Regions from separate parts of the Mus musculus genome. Here region 2 is linked to region 1. The links are chromatin contacts, called in public ChIA-PET maps. All regions are on one chromosome and are shown on one strand. Each heading gives the region's core, a stretch centred on a gene start, on an enhancer-like site or on the middle of the called end of the contact. The rest is flanking DNA. Distances are from core to core; before and after follow the strand shown. Region 1 holds the start of Pcca (propionyl-Coenzyme A carboxylase, alpha polypeptide). Region 2 overlaps Pcca (propionyl-Coenzyme A carboxylase, alpha polypeptide).

The links. ChIA-PET counts read pairs in DNA pulled down with a chosen protein or histone mark.
Region 2: a contact with region 1 is called in an REV-ERBa ChIA-PET map of liver, with 3 times the contacts expected there. The contact joins the enhancer-like site here to the promoter of Pcca in region 1. A contact is called at or near these places in 4 of 484 Hi-C or Micro-C datasets (liver and palatal mesenchyme), 5 of 115 datasets of contacts at active chromatin or transcription factors (CD8 T cells, the SCID.adh cell line, cardiomyocytes and 2 more) and 2 of 9 other capture datasets (adipose tissue and liver).

Annotation. Positions count from the first base shown.
Region 1 is chr14:122,530,355-122,536,160 of GRCm38.p6, reverse strand. Pcca (propionyl-Coenzyme A carboxylase, alpha polypeptide) reads right to left here and starts at 1,833. Exons shown (of 24, transcript NM_144844.2): 1 at 1,702-1,833. The coding sequence starts at 1,794.
Region 2 is chr14:122,572,848-122,578,802 of GRCm38.p6, reverse strand. The region is part of intron 4 of Pcca (propionyl-Coenzyme A carboxylase, alpha polypeptide); the gene reads right to left. Among named protein-coding and RNA genes, the nearest start is that of Pcca, 41 kb to the right of the region's middle. Within about 2 kb of position 4,197, at least 19 of the 459 cell types and tissues checked have an H3K27ac peak or open chromatin away from gene starts, as enhancers often do. A contact at or near this core is called in liver, where this site is marked.

The DNA.
Region 1 (5,806 bases), core at 584-3,083:
CAGCCTTTTAAAGTTATTGCTTAACTACTAGATGAAATTTCATAAACACTTGAAACTGTACTCACCCCCTACACAGGAGGAATTCAGTCAAGATTTGTTTGTAAGAAACTATCTAAAAAAAGCACATATCCAATATATAATATCCAACCCTGGTGTGGTGGTGAATACCTATAATGCCAGCATTTGGAAAGTAGAGCAGGGGTTGAGGATTTAGCTCCAAGGCAGAGTACTTGTATAACAAGTACAAGGCCTCAGGCTCAGTCCTCAGCCCTGGGGTGGGGCCAGGAGACCAAAATCTTCCTCCAGTACACAGCAAATTTGAGACCAAGCTAGGCTAAGTGAGGTCCTGTCTCAAGAAAACAAACCCCACAGAAGAAGAAATATAGAAAATGTGACTCCAAAGACCTTACCTTCTCACTGCAGGTAATTTCATAAGAAAATGTGTAAAAGTCTTAGCAAGAGCAAATGAAGATTAAGTGATTACAGGATGATAAAAGTTAAGGAACAAAATCCGTGTGGCATTACAAAGAACAATGAGAGCCAACTTTTCAAGGCTGACACAAGGGAGAACCTTCCAGCTCACACTGCCTAAGTGGGCCTGTTTGCATTTCCTTAAAAAGAGTAAAAGGCTGAGCACAGCAGTACACTCTACACTCAGGAGTCAAGAGGCAGGGAGATCTCTGTGGCTTTGAGACCAGACTGCTCTACACAGAGTGTTCCAGAATAGCCAGGGCTACACAGAGAAACATGTTTCTCAAAAAAATAAATAAATAAAAAATAAAAAAAAATTTTTTAAAAGAGGCAGATCATATCAACTCAAATTTCAATGACCATAAACCAAACGCTGTAGAAAATAAATTTTTAACTTTTTCTACTGAGAGATAGGGAAGGATTTGAGCCTGGCCTTAAACTCACAATCCTCAGCCTTTCCAATGCTGTGATTACAGGTGCACACAGCACTACACATGATTGCACGGCAGGGAAGATTAGCAGGCACACTCAACCAGCTTTCAAGGGGTTTTCAGGGGTCATTCATTTTTAAGAAATCTGCTCAAGTGAATTAGTAAGTGTACTTTAAAAGTTGGGGAAGTCAATGCTGGCAAGGCATTCAATATATCCCATATGGAAGGAGAAAGGAGGTTAACACGAATTCCCAATCTGTGAGTCAAAATGTCACCATGACATCCAGGGTGAACCACAGTTTCTAATCAGGCTAAGCAGTTCTTAGGAAGAAAAATAAATTCAGACGGTGCATTTCTCACGCGTTACAATGGTGTCATACAGTTTAAGCAGGATTTCAAGTCACACGTGTGCTCTGTTAACAATCTTGACTTAGCACAGTATTTTCAAACTCACAGCCTTAACTATTCAAACAGCAATTCATGATGCCCCTTCAAAGTCGTTGCAAAGACAGCAAAAGAACATGTGGACTCTTAACAAGGGCTCTCTAGAAAGCTGCAGGAGAAACCAGCACCGCGAGACTCTGGGATGCAAGCCCGAAGGCCATCCCGAAGGAGTGCAGGTAAAGCTCGGACCACTTAAGCCTGTCCCTCGGATATGCGCGTTCAAGAGATGCCCAGTGGCAGGACAGAGTGTGAGTGCAGCCTGGTCAGGGCCCGGGCCTGGGGCAGCCGGGATGAACCGCGGGTGTCGCCTGGGAACCCGGAGCAAGCAGGCCCACGCGAGCCCGGTTCTGCTCACCTTCAGCGTCCCCAGCAATTGCTGCTGCGAGGACCGCCGCCAATGCCGCCTGGCCGCCAACAGCGCCACGGTCCTGACCCACTGCCCCGCCATCGTCCACCCCGCAGACTTGCCGGCTGCTGACCTCTCACCCTCGTCAAGGGGCGGGGAAGGGGAGTGCCCGCGGGACGGCCAATCAGGAGCCTTGAGCTCTAAGCTCCGCCCCCTGGCGAGTAGGCTTGGGAGGGAGCTGGTCCGACTGCGGCGCAGAGCCGGTCGCCTAGGGCTTACGCATATGGGATGAGAACCGCACTAGGACCCGGAGGGAGCCGACCAAGGCGCTCCAGCAGCCAGTCCAACTCCCCTACTGCTGAAAAAGCTGACTGGAGCCTGCTTTTGGCTTCCAAAGAACCAACGTTGGCCAATCGGGTGCATCCATGCTCCTTTTAATTTCTCGGTGGATATTTTAAAGTAGATCTCACCAATAACCATCTCTGTATCAGGACTGGTGCTCACTTACTTCGCCTGTCCTACAGAATTAACTTAAAACAGTCAGGAAGCCAGGCTGCAACATGTAGAGGTCTAGCCAAAAAGACAATTCGCAACATTTGCGATTGGCTGAGAAACTGAAAGTTCTTACCAAAGTAGGAACATAAGTAGCAAAAATTACCTGTTTCACCAGCGCCAGAGGCATTTTCCTAGTCAGGAAACCCAGTTTCCCTTCTCTTTCCCTCTTGCTACTTTCATCACCATCTTTGTATTTAGTTTGTAGTTTTAAAGTCCTGTTTTTACTGCAAAGATTCCTTCAGTGAAAGGGGCCTGTAATAGAAACTACTTGGCTCTATAAAGGGACTTAATCACGGAGCCTGAGGACCTAAGTCTGATTTCTAGGACCTAAATCAGAGGAAAGCACTAAGTTCCACAAGTTATTCTCTGACCTCCATATGCATGTCATGTACACACACATGTACACACATACATATACACACAAATAATTTTTCCATCTGAGAAGTACAAGTAAATACATTGAAGAAAAATTATAATATCCAATTGTAATTTTTATTTATGTATACTTTTGTGTATAAGTGCCTGCATGACTATATGTGTACCATATGTGTGCCTGGTGCCTGCAGAGGTCAAAGGGCATCAGATTCTTAGAACTGGAGTTACATCAGTTGTGAGCCACCACGTAGGTACTGGGAATCAGTGGTTTGGTTTTTTTTTTGTTTTGTTTTGTTTTGTTTTGTTTTTAAGATTTATTTATTTATTATATGTAAGTACACTGTAGCTGTCTTCAGACACACCAGAGGAGGGCGTCAGATCTTGTTACGGATGGTTGTGAGCCACCATGTGGTTGCTGGGACTTGAACACTGGACCTTTGGAAAAGCAGTCGGGTACTCTTACACACTGAGCCATCTCGCCAGCCCCGGAATCAGTGTTTTTAACTGTTGAGCCATTTCTCCAACACTGATAAGATCCCTGTAAGCAGCCCATGAAATGCCTGTCTTGCTCTCAACTTTGTCCCTGAAGAGCAACCATAGGAGATTCTTGGAGCTTTATGTCAAAGAGACTCTCTCATTCTGGTAATAACTTACTAGATAAGAATATTAATCCGATTATGGCAATTTTCAAAGTTCTCAGATATGGTTGAAAGCTCCAACCCCACCCTCACAATTCTGTCCACAATTATTTTCATGGAAGCAAAGGGGAAATTTTTAATTACCACTGTCCTTAAGACTGATATAACTAGCTAGTCCGTTTAATTATAATCTACGAGAACAAGCAACATTGTAACCACTATTGTTCGGAAAGCTACTTCTAAGGATAAACTTAACTCTTTGTGTCCCAAAAGACTAAACGGCTACAAAGTCTAATTTTTGCTTCAGATAATGGGAATAGATAAAATACTATGTAGCGAATACTCCAGAGGGAGCTCTGAATGGTTCAAACCTTAGACTCTGTAAGCTAACACTTGCCTTAGGCTCTACAGCAGATAAGATTGATTGATGAAAGTGAAGACCCAGCCAGCAGAACAGGGACAGATCTAAGCTGCTCGAGTCCACAGCTGTGTAACCCACTATGCTAAAGCCCTCTATATGCATGGCTTCAAATGTGGCTTTTACTTTTTTAAGAACTTACTTATTTTTATTTTAGGTATATGAATATTTTGCCTACATGTGTTATCTATGATGTGTATATAGAGGCCCATGGAGGCCAGAAGAGGGTGTCAGATCCTCTGGAACTGGGGTTACTGATAGTTGTTAGCATGTGGGTACTAGGAATTGAACCTGGGTTCTCTGGCAGAACAGCCAGTGCTTTTAACCACGGAACCACTATTCCAGCCCCAGTGTTGTCTCTTGAAGGCCTGCTCTTTTCTGAAGGGAAAAAAGAGAGGGAATGTATCTGGGGAAAAGGAGACGTCAACGGAGCTAGGAAGACTGGACAGAGGGGAAACTGTAATCAGAATGTCTTCTATGAGAGAAGAATCTATTTTCAATTTTAAAAAATTACCAATTTAGCTGGGCATGGTTGAGCACACATGTAATCCCAATTCTTTGGAGACAGGAATGGGAGAATCCTCACTTCCATGTAAGGATGATAAACTCAATAATAATAACTAATAATAGGAATTCATCTTAACACCGTTTCCATCCCCAGTTGATATATCTATAGTATAACTCTTGTACATACAGCCCAAGGAGCATCAAAAAAGAGGAGCCAGAAAGACACTAAAAGCAGGAGAGGACCAGAAAATTTTCTTTGAGATTGTATCTCCTAGAAATAACAGAAAGGCTTAGCTCATCATACCTCAACAATATGGCTGCCTAAAAAAAGACCTGAACAAGACGAATGCCAATAGACATGCTAACATAAAAAGACAAAGAATTATAGGAAATTAAGGAATGCTGGGAGTAGGAGAAACATTTTTCTCTAGAGATGAGCATCCTATTAAATTACACACTACCAACTGGACAGCCCTAAAACCATATACATACAAGTAATACTAAATGGACTGAGCAGATTGTATTTATATATTTATGTATGTGGACACACACATACACACATACAAATTAAAGAAAAAAACAAAGTTGAGATGGAGTGAGGGAAGGGGATATGGGAGGGATTAAAGGGAGAAAGAGAAGGGAAAATGATGCTATTATATTATATCATATACTATAATAATCTTATATTTTTATACATTTTAATGTTTTATGCTTATACATATTAAATAAATTATGGTGTATTTTCTAACATTTAATAAAAATAATTTGTATAATATATTATGTATAACTTATATTTATATTACATGTATAATACATGGACATATAAACTATATTATATTAACATAAAATAATGTAAATGTTTAATAAATCATAATAAATATATATAAAATATGCCGGGCGTGGTGGCGCACGCCTTTAATCCCAGCACTCAGGAGGCAGAGGCAGGCAGATTTGTGAGTTCGAGGCCAGCCTGATCTACAAAGTGAGTTCCAGGACAGCCAGGGCTATACAGAGAAACCCTATCTCGAAAAACAAACAAACAAACAAACAAAAACATAAAAGATATAATACAATAAAAGCTACACCATATTTATTTAAAAATTTTAAGATTTATATATTACATAGAATAAATTTAAATTTAATAATAATTTATCACCTAAAAGGTTAAAAAAAATGCAGGTTTGTGTGGAGAAGTGTCCCATATTAATGTAGATTATTAACAGATGCATATAATATCATTCTATTTTTCTCTCTTTGCATTTTTAAAATATTAGTACAGTTTAGCTGAGAACTCACAGCAGTTGTCTTGCCTTGGACTTCCAAGTGTTCAAATTTTAGGCATCTGCACCATGACTCTGTTTCTGCCATCTTTTCTCACATGGATATTAGTACCATCTGATCAGGGTACTAACCAGATTTTATGATTTCTTTTGACCTGAATTTCTTTTTTATTTTGGCTTTTTTTTTTTTTTTTTTTTTTTTTTTTTGGTTTTTCAAGAAAGAATCTGTCTGTGTACCCCTGGCTGTCCTAGAACTCTCTATGTAGACCAGGATGTCATAAAACTCACAAAAACCTGTTTCATCTACCTCTTTTGTGCTGAGATTAAAGGTACCCAATCCA
Region 2 (5,955 bases), core at 2,948-5,447, 40 kb before region 1:
ATGAAGAAAGGAAATAACAAAGATGTGCAAGGAACAAAGGGTTGTGGTGGGGACGGTGACCAGGTGCAGTCGTTGAAAGAAGCACAGTGCGGCCAGAGACGTGGTTTGGATTTGTTTTTCTTTTGTTAACTTAGGGAAACTTGAGAAAACTGTAAATAAGGAACTAAGAACAGCCATTGGACATGGTTCCTAATTTGCAGGTATTAACAAATCTACAGAAGCCTCCCTGAATATGCTATTTTGTGCACATATATGTGCTTCTGTAAGAAAATGCCTGAACATGTAAATATGGCAAACTAAATAACCTAGAGCTTATGTCAACTTACATTCTATTAAGAGGAATGTCTCCACAGCAAATACAATTGAGCACTTTAATTTCAACCTAATGGAGAAAACATATCTTCAATTTAAAATTTTTTATATTAGTGGGGTTTTTTTGTTTTTTGTTGCTCCCTTTCTGAGACAAGGTCTCATGTATCCCAGGCTGGCCTCAAACCCATAATGCTGGTAAAGATGACCTTGAATTTCTGATCCTCCTGGCCCTAGTTTCTGAGTTCTGGGATTGCAGTTCTGTACCTCAGCACCTGTTATTTTGTGGTCCTGGGGATGACACTCAGATATTATGTCACGGTGTTGGTGAGCTGACTAGCACAGTGTGGAGCAATAACCACCCCACAGTCTGCTTCTGTCATCTTCCCTGACAAACAACTTAGGTCAATATGTTTTTCCTAAGGACTTAGCTGGTATCTGGCACTACCAGTGTGCTTGGTACACTCACAGCCAGAAGAGGGCGCCAGACACCCTGGAATATGAGTGAAGGATTGCTGTGAGAGCCACGTGGGTGCTGGGAACTAAACCCAGGTCTTCTTGCGAGTGTAACAAATACTCTTAATCATGAGCCATCTTTCTACCCCTTAGTTCATTAGTGTGTGTGTGTGTGTGTGTGTGTGTGTGTGTGTGTGTGTGTGTGTGTGTGTGTTTAAAGTCAGGGTTTCTCTGTGTAACAGAGAACTGGAACTCACTGTGTAGAGCAGGATGACCTTGAACTCCCTCTGTCTCCTGAGTGCTGGGATTAAAGGGTAAGCCACCACTTCCAGAAGTTTACTACTTTTTAATGAACTCACTTATACTTCTAAATTCAACTCAAATTTTCAGGACATGAACAGAATATAGCCAGATTCTTTGCCAGAATATAGCTTTCAGGAGGCAAAGGCAGACAGATCTCCATCAATTAAAGGCCAGCCTGGTCTACACAGTGAGTTCCAGGCTAGCTAGAGCTACATATTTATTTATCTCAAATAAATTAAATAAATAAATAACAAATAAATAATAAATAAGAACTACAATCAATTCCCTTTGTGTTGTTTCTATAACACTCACCAAAAGGACCAGATATTCTTTAGTAGTAGTAGTAGTAGTAGTAGTAGTAGTAGTAGATGTTTTCTTCATTTACATTTCAAATTTCCTAGTTTCCTCTCCAAAAATCCCCTATACCCTCCCCCCTCCCCCTGTCCCCCAACTCACCCACTCCCACTTCCTGGCCCTGGCATTCCCCTGTACTGGGGCATATAAAGTTTGCAAGACCAAGGGCCTCTCCTCCCACTCGTGGCCAACTAGGCCATCTTCTGATACATATGCAGAGAGAGACACAAGCTCTGGGGGTACTGGTTAGTTCATATTGTTGTTCCTCCTATAGGGCTGCAGACCCCTTCAGCAATTGGGATACTTTCTCTAGCTCCTTCATTAGGGGCCCTGTGTTCCATCCAATAGATAACTGTGAGCATCCACTTCTGTATTTGCCAGGCACTGGCACAGCCTCACAAGAGACAGCTATATCAGGGTCCTGTCAGCAAAATCTTGCTGGCATATGCAATAGTGTCTGGGTTTGGTGGTTGTTTATGGGATGGATCCCCAGGTAGGGCAGTCTCTGGATAGGACCAGATATTCTTAAAAAGAGAACTTCAAATGGTATATTCTCATGTGAATATATTTAATATTATGTAAATTACATGCCAAATAAGAATCTTGCCCTGATGCACACACAAAAAAAAGGGGGAGGAAGAGGGACCCTTAATCATAAGCCACAATTTTTCATACTTAATGAAAAAAGATAGCAATACAAAATTCTCAAAAAACAAATTATTTAATGTATAATTTTGATATGTGAAAGTACAACTTATTAAGAGCACAAACTACAAGTGATCCTCCATTTATAATGAGTTACCTACTAGTAAACCCATTGTAATTGGATAATACCATTAGCTGAAAGTGTATTAAAGAGCCAGTGACATAGTTCCATATGTAAAGGCATATTCAATCCACAGGACCCACAAGGTAGACAGAGAGAACTGACACCCCAAAGCTGTGTCGTGGCCTCCATCCATACCATGGCACACACATCCACATTTAAAGGACTAAAGATGTAGCTCAGTTTATAGAGTACCCGCACAAAACGTGTTAGATCCCCAGCACGGCATACCTGGGCATAGTGGTATATGCCTTTAATCTCACTTGAAAGGTAGAGGCAGGCAGAAGTTTAAGGTCCACATAGTGCCACATAGTGATTTAAAGGCCAATCTGAGATAAATGCAACCATGTCTCAAAAACAGAAACAGAAAAGAAAATATCCTAACTCCACCTGTCAGCTTTCCGTTACTGTAAATGATACCTGAGATGAACCCACTTCTAAGAGGAAAGGTTGACTGAGGCTCACCGTTTGGGAGGCACAGACTACGATCAACAGGCCTGTGTTGGGTACATAGCAGTGAGTATAAGTGAGAGTTACTGTTTCCTCCTGGCCAGTTCAGAAAGGAGCAAAGGCACAGTCAGCTATTGGATGGATCACAGGGCCCCCAATGGAGGAGCTAGAGAAAGTAACCAAGGAGCTAAAGAGATCTGCAACCCTGTAGGTACAACAACATTATGAACTAACCAGTACCCCGGAGCTCTTGACTCTAGCTGCATATGTATCAAAAGATGGCCTACTCAGCCATCACTGGAAAGAGAGGCCCATTGGACACGCAAACTTTATATGCCCCAGTACAGGGGAACGCTAGGGCCAAAACGTGGGAATGGGTGGGTAGGGGAGCGGGGGAGGGGGGGAGGGTATGGGGGACTTTTGGGATAGCATTGGAAATGTAATTGAGGAAAATACGTAATAAAAATATATATATAATTTAAAAAAAAAGAAAAGAAAAGAAAAGAAAAGAAAGGAGCAAAGAAAAGAAGGCCATGATCCCTTAAGGACAGGTCCACCTCCTGAAGCCTCTACTGCCTTAGAACAGTTGCAGGCCAGGGACTAAGCCCTTCTCAGCATGTCACCTGAGGAACATTTCCAAGCCAAACCCTAGCAACCTAACCTACAGAACATCCTACTTTAAATTCTCTGTAAACTATGGTTGTTTCCCTCCTGATTTCAGGGCTGATCAGAGCTTCAGCTTCTGCTACTATCCAGCATCAAAACAAAAACAAACAAACAAAAAAAACTGTACTATACACAGCTAGTCTGGGAAAATATCCACATTCCAAACTTGAATGAGGGTCTCTACAAAGATATAACACTTTTGCAGAACTGTAAAATCAAAATGTTTTAATACAGCTATGAGATGTCAGGAGCCTTACAAAGTGTTTTGTGCCGTTTTGAAACCAAATCTCCTCACCACTCAGAAAACGTTCCAGCTGAGCCACATCAGTACAGCCTCGGGATCTATAACACTTAATTAGAATAGCTCATGAAAGATACTTGCCTAGATTTAATTATAAAGGCTCCTTTACTCAATATCTAATATCCATTTGGGGAATACAGCATAGACTGAGAATTATTCTATGATTGACTCACAGAATCAACTCAATGCACAGTTGTCAACAGAATAAGCCACTTCACGATACTGTTTATATGCAACTTTACCCAAACTTTACACTTTCCTTCTAGAAACATGAGGCTCTTGCTTTTAGAATGCCCATATGCTCTCTGGCAGACATGCACGCCAGCCCCCATGTCCTCCAGAAGGCTTTAACATGGGCTCCAACTCAAGAGAAAGCATCAGACGCAACTCCAAGATGACTATGTTCAGGTAAGAAGTACACTTCTCCCTTTGCTGCTCCAACCAGGCAGCCACCATGATGGCCACACAGAAGCAGCACAGACAGAGAAAGGCAGCTGAGATCGAGACTGGAGATCGAGGAGTCTGAAGTCCAATGGAGCAAAGCAATACCTAGACAGGCTCAGTGCCACTGGCACACTGATTAGCCCTCCACAAGCTCATAAGTGATCACATTACAAGTTTATTTCCAAGTTCATAGCTGTACAAATTGACCTTTGAAATTAAGCAAGAACTCAATGGTGTGATTGATATTCTTCTCTGGTCTTCACAGACATGGCAATGCAGCAGGAAAGAGGACTGCACAGGAGCCCACACCCCAAAGCTCCTGTTTCAAGTGCACAGCAGTGAAGACTATCCACAGAGAACAGGACGACAGCTGAGAAAACATGAACAGCAATCACCTCATGAAGTCACAACGAGAAAACCACACGATGCCACACAGTGGAAAACCACACAAGGACATGCACTGCTGACCAACTATGAGCAGCTTCTTGGTAAATGAGAAACACCAAATGCAAGGGCCAGGTCACCCAGGAGTCTGGGACGAGACGCCCACTGGTTAACAACAGGCTAGGGTGGAGTTGCCTGTTCTTTGCTTCAGCTACTATAGCTTTTGGAGTCAAAATCAGAAGCAGAGTCGATGATTGGCCTGCTGTACATGTCTACACCATGATCATAAGATCCAGACACGGATCCAGAATGCACAATGCCAACTGGGAGCCACTAGGAAATTGCTAGTGAGGAGAACTGAGTATTGTCTTGTTGACTGTCTTGGGGGCTTATGGGAAGAGGCAGGGGACAGAGGGAGAATGAGAGAAAACCCAGAAAAGAGGAAAGCAAAGAAGAGGAAGCAGGAGGGAAGGGGATGAAAGGAACAGGCCTTTTAAACCTTCATCACAAACAGAACTCACAGTCCAAAACTCCAGATCACATGACAAACAAAGCAAGCATCCACAACACAGCAGCAAATAAAATAGTTCAGAAGAAATTAATTTTACCAGTCTGGCAAAATCTTTCAAATGCTTTAATTTTTCACAAATTAAACTAGAAACATTTCATAATTTCTATACTTCTATATATACATCTATGAATCACCATGTAAACTTTTCCTTTGGTATGTTAACAAGATTGAGACATTGCTAGATTCCTGACATCTAAACATCCATTCCCCATTCTGTGCATTTCTAGTACACTACAGATAACAAGTAATAAACAGGGTCTTGAATTTCAATGGCCACCCCGATCACATTAATAAATACCGAAGGCCCTAGTGAAGCATACCTTTGGGTGCAGCTGTGAGCCAGATGTGAGTGACACCACACCATGGACTGAATAAAAAGAGAAGAAGCCATCTGAGAACTGATGTTCCTTTCTCAGCTTCCTAGTTGATGCCACAAAACAAGTCACTCCCATTGCCATGCTGGCCCCCTGTGTGGAATACTTTGGGGCAGGAATTTGGTCATAGGAATGAGAAAGGAAACCAATACGACATATAACCAACAATGCTGGCACAGGTCACTGCTACATACACAGTGCCTTGTAAACACTAGAAAATCAGAATCAAGCTAAGCTGTGTTTTCTAATATTTGATTACTTTTACCAATAGGTAGGATTTCCAGTCCTCCTTAAATACATGCTTAGAGAAAAATAAGGCCACAATTAGTTCTTATTTCACATCACAAGGTATGATAACATTAGAGTACACTCATTTCTTTGAAAGTGTCATTCAAAAATCACTATGTGTATATATTGCTAGAGATCAAACTCCAGGTGGGTTATTCACAACAGGCGAACACTTGACCACTGAGCTGCACCCCCAGCCCCAACTTCTGATCTGTAAAAAGTGATTTTA